2 separate regions of the Bombyx mori genome follow, and region 1 is linked to region 2. Evidence: chromatin contacts called from public Hi-C data. All regions are on one chromosome and are shown on one strand. The core of a region is the stretch at or near the end of the contact, and the rest is flanking DNA. Distances in the headings are between cores, read along the strand shown.

The links. A called contact is a pair of places that touch in the nucleus more often than the background predicts.
Region 1: a contact with region 2 is called in a Hi-C map of posterior silk gland, with 2.0 times the contacts expected there. The contact joins the promoter of LOC101737461 here to the enhancer-like site in region 2. A contact is called at or near these places in 2 of 7 Hi-C or Micro-C datasets (posterior silk gland and whole pupa).

What each region holds. Positions count from the first base shown.
Region 1 is chr5:6,100,479-6,103,178 of ASM3026992v2, reverse strand. LOC101737461 (protein windpipe) reads left to right here and starts at 1,334. Exons shown (of 4, transcript XM_012695709.4): 1 at 1,334-2,132.
Region 2 is chr5:6,041,552-6,044,251 of ASM3026992v2, reverse strand. It overlaps LOC101737461 (protein windpipe), which reads left to right. Exons shown (of 4, transcript XM_012695709.4): 4 at 539-2,700. The coding sequence starts at 547. The coding sequence ends at 2,661. Among protein-coding and RNA genes, the nearest start is that of LOC101737747, 14 kb to the right of the region's middle. Within about 2 kb of position 1,366, at least 1 of the 8 cell types and tissues checked has open chromatin away from gene starts, as enhancers often do.

The sequences.
Region 1 (2,700 bases), core at 85-2,584, 59 kb before region 2:
ACGAGATGAATTAATAATATAAAATCCTTGAAAAGGGAAGGTTTTGAAGTCATTATGCGGGAACACAGGGGTCATTCTTTCCGGGCTGTTTTTGTCCCTGACGTGTTCTATTCGAAGTGGGAATATGATAATATAATTTTTAGATAATTATTTTTCATTTTCTTTGCCACTGTATTTGTTCTCAAGGACCGATCTTATAAATAATAATTTAATGTAATTTTAATAGTAATGTAGAACAGATATATGTTTTATATTGTTACTTTGTTATATTGTACATAAAAAATATTATAAATATGTATTATGTAAAAATACTATTTAATATAATTTTTTGCTAGCTTAAGGGGCTGTTCCAACTTCGCCCGGACTGGTAGGTGAACTCACAGGCTCAACTTGAGAGAATTACTAACACTGGCCCCGGCAAGAGCAGTGCTTCGCTGAATCTACTACCGGAGCGGAATCACGACCCAAGACAATCCGACGAGAAACTTATTGGGTCTATGGGTATTTCATTATTTTGCGAAGCATTCATTATTTTTACTGGTGGTAGGACCTCTTGTGAGTCTGCACGGGTAGGTACCACCGCCCCGTTTATTTCTGCCGTGAAGCAGTAATGCGTTTCGGTTTGAAGGGTGGGGCAGCAGTTGTAACTATATTGAGACCTTAGAACTTATGTCTCAAGGTGTGTGGCGCATTTACGTTGCAGATGTCTATGGGCTCCAGTAACCACTTAACACCAGGTGGGCTGTGAGCTCGTCCACCCATCTAAGCAATAAAAAAAATGAATCTATAATCATCACTATAAATTTTATTTTTATAAATTGTGTGGTTTTTCAATTTTACAGGGTATGGGTGTTGGTGTTGGTGGTAATCCTGCAGCAAGCATAGGACCTCAAGGGGTTCAGCAACCAAAAAAAATAAAAAAAGAATAGCAAGTAAATATGTTCCCCTATTTTTTTTTTAATTACGTAAATACTATAATGAAATGTAATCTAAATTGTTGTTTCAATACATCACTGAATTTTTGTATTTAATATATTTTAATCGACATGCTTCAGCCATTGTGGAGATTACTTAAGTAAACAGAGACATTAGAAGTTGCACAATATTTTAAATTGTATTCGAATTAGCAAGGCACTTTTAATACAGAACGATAACATAAAATAAAATATAACACATAAAATATTAAACAAAATCAAAAATACGACCACCATGAAGATAATAGAAATTGACCAATTAAATTTTTTGCCTCCCGAAACGAGGAGTTATTGTGATGATTACACGATCATGTAGCCGGTATATGTAGTCAATATTGTCTAATAACATGCCCGTAATCAAACGCAACGAACTGACGTGCGGACGACGCGGACGTAACCACACCTCTTAAAAAAACCTGAATTCAGTAAAAGGCACTACTACGAATAGCGTGGTGGCACGATAGTCGTATGATCTTGAATTGTGTTAATGGCGTATTCCAGCTGCGACACTGTGCACTGTGTTGATTTTATGAAGAGACATTTTGTTTTGTGTCCAAATTCAAATGTTTTACGAAATATTTACCTAGTTCAAATCTCGTATTTAATTACGTTAATTATAACCTCGAAATTTTAATGTTTCAAAACATTTTTTTGTTAGTATTATTCGAAAAGTTGTTATTAAAAATTAAAAATAAAAACATTATGCAGTTTAAATGATTAAATCATCTTGACCACCCTTAGGAAACCTTGGACTTATATACTGATTAATAGCTTCTGCGTTAGACATTTTAGATTCTAGAGTAGTATTTGTGTACAGGCACCCACGATTTGTTTTCGCACGCCCCTATTCTGTATCTAGTCTCGGTTGTCGCACAGAACTGTGTATCGTCGCCGACACCGGTGGCCGGGTAGCTACGCGAGGGAAACCGGCCAGTCCGCGCCGATCCACCGTCGAGAAACAACGTGTTATGAACTTTCAGACCTTGGCGTGACAACTTTATAAAAAGTCGGCGGTGCCTCGAAGGAAAGTGACAGTGCGACAGTGAGTGTACCTGGACACAAACCGGAACTTTAGCTAAATAAAAACCCGATCGAACGAAGCGACAAGAAAGAAAGAAAAAAAAACGATTTTGCTATCATTTTGCACTACATCATTCGGTACGTATATTTAATTTTTTTTATTGACAAATTTTAGTAGCGAGTCACGGTAATACGTTATTTAAATACGTGTTATTACGTGTATTCTGTAAGTAGTACGATTTTTTTTAATTCTTCTATTAACTACGGGTAGTTACGACCTATCCACGAGGACGCGTAATTTTTACGCGGCACCAGTTTTATGTGTAATTAGGTTTTTTTTGTCTTAAACATAAATTGTAATTTAAGTAATTATATATCAGCCGGTCGGATTTCATAGTATTTTTCTAGCGTTCGTGATGATAACCTGTTTTCAAGGTTTACATCGTTTTGGTTGACTACCTACAGCAGTGCTTTTTTTCTTCTTCTTGATCTTGTGTGAATCTTTCAGTGCACGTGTTTAATCTTTTGCAAATTACCGTACGTACACCTTTACTCAATTCTGAAGTCCAAATAAATTTGTTTTTATGTATTTGAATAAAATTTGCACGTCACTAAAACTGTTGTGTAGTTCTCGATTTAATTTTAATTATTCAAGTGCAATTATATTTTTCAGTTACATAAGAAATCGATTTGAAGTTTTTTGTTT
Region 2 (2,700 bases), core at 117-2,616:
TTCTGCCGTAATGCGTTTCGGTTTGAAGGGTGGGGTAGCCGCTGTAATTATACTAAGACCTTAGAACTCATATCTCAAGGTGGGTGGTGGCATTTTTACAGGTCTATGGGCTCCGATAACCACTTAAAATCAGGTGGGCCATGAGCTCGTCCACCCAAAAAAGCAATAAAAAAAACTGACGATTATGAATGTTCAGTTTGCTGAAAAATAATTTATATATAATAAATACTGCTCAGTATTCTTTCTGGAGCTTTCGACCAACGGTAATTTTACGAACTGCAACTAAGAATCTTTGCTGTTTTCACGCAACTATTAAAAACCCGTCTGTTCTGAAAATATATTTGAAACGAGTTTCGGAACCGGTAGATCAACCTTTTGATTCGGTCCAAATTGAAAATGCATAACCGTTGATAATCTTATTATAAGGACCTTTTCCATTAATTAGTTAATTGAAGCGATAAATTCAGAACCCCAACCGGTTTATTTTAAAAAATTTCGTTGAAACCTGTTATCTAATTGGTATTATTTCTTATTCCAGGTGCTGACATGATGACGTGGACTCCTGTTTTCTCGTGTTTCCTGGCGGTGTCACTACTAGTGGCTCCCAGCTTAGCAACCGTCTGTCCCGAAAGCTGCGTTTGCAGTACTACTCGCGATGGCTTACATCGTGCCACGTGCAGTAACCTCGCCGAGCTTTATAAGTTCACCCTCCGCCAAAAGCACCATAATATTAATATTTTAGATCTTTCCCACAACAACATTACGAAATTGAATCATGAGTTGGATCGGCTTACCGAAGTTGTCACGCTTGATCTGTCTACCAATGGTATTCAGAACTTGAACAAATTCTTACATAATGCAAAAAAATTGGTGCACTTAAACTTAGCAAACAACAGGATAAAAGAACTCGCCATGTCGCATTTACCGGCTAGTGTTAGCTCATTGGATTTGACCAACAATCTTTTAAGAGATGTTCCTTCAGATCTTGGGCATTTGACAAGTTTGGAACATTTGGAATTAGAAGGAAACCCATTAGACTGTTCTTGTGAAAACATTTTGCTTCGAGACCGATTAATCATAGCAAACGTAGTGATCGACAATGTAAAATGTTCTTTACCGACCAAACTAAAAGGCCAGTCTTGGCTCGAGTTAAAAACGAAAGATATTTGTAAATCAGTAAAAACTGAACCTCAGTTCTTAGATATGATGATGGGGGATCAAGCTATTGATGCTGCACAAGTTGGTGAAGAATCGAATGCATTAAAATCAATGCCTCTAGTAGCAAAAAGTGATTTAGATGATGGTAAAGTTATACAGAGTGGAGATGTTGGTGACGACGATGATAACCTTTTATTCCTCAAAGTCGGACAGTCTAAAACAGCTGCACCGTCATCCTCTTTGAACGACATAGAGGGTTCCGGAGAAGGGGAAAGTACTACACTATCTGACTTTTTGATAGAACCAAAAATGAATCCTAGATTTCATGCAGACCTATTCACTGCCGATGAAATCCTACCAGCTGATAATATTCAAACCACTGAAGATCCAATAGATGGATCCGGAGAAGGTTCTGGAGCTATCCCCTTGGACTTTGGTTCCGATTTGTTTGAAGAAGAAACGACGACAGTTGTGTACGAAGAATTAAACACGCATCCTGTGCGCAGAATTTTCGAAGATGATTTTAATACATCTACTACTGAATATCCCATCCCTAAACCACCTGCAATATTTCAAGGGAATGACGATTGGGATAACAAAGGCGAACCGTCAAGCTCTACAGAAAAAACTACATCATCTACAGCCCGTGATACTACCGTATCTGAGCAAATAAGAGTAACTGCGGTATCAGAAGTTCTTGGACAGAGACCAGCTGATAAAGACGAGACCCCTACTCCACATAAAACCGGAACTTATGTTTGCATAGCCATCATTGTAATGTTGCTTGTAAGTTTGATAGGTTTTGCAATAATTAAAGGACAAATGAGAAAAAGAAGAGACAGGAGACTATTACGCCAACAAAAGAGAGACGTTGAAAAAGCTTCGAAGGAAATGGTAGACATGAACAAATCTTTACTCGGTAAACCGGCTGTTATTGAAAATCCCATAGAAAAGAAAGTGAATGGTAAATATGAATTGGTACCTACTCACGAATTGCACCAAAAGAAAAGCGAAAATGGTGACGTTGCCAATGGAATTAACCACGCTGAAAATAATGATCCAAAAACCGAGAGTCCTAGAGATACAAATCAAAATAGGAGTAGTTCGAAAGATAATAATCTTGCAAAGACTCCATCGCAACAGGAAACTTCATTCGAATCAGCTCCGGCTTCTCCTGATTCACGTAAAGACAACAATTCACTGTCGAGTGAAGACTTATTTGTACCGTTAAATGACGATGAAAACCCAAGATTAAATGGCACTAATGACTCTGATACGTCCCAGCCGCTTATAAACGGAGATCAAAATACGGATTCAGATTTCTTATCTCCGTCGCGTGAATACGTGCCAGTATATTCGCCAGACATGGGAAGGGTTCGCATAAAGATGACTGAGACACCGAAGCCCAAAACACCTGTTCTAGTCACCAGGAGTAGGTCGAACGCTGGAGACATCATAATAACTCCATCTGAAAATTCAAACGCGCGTAAATCGACCACTTGAAATTGGGCATTCCTGAGAGAACGTTTTAAACACATTGTG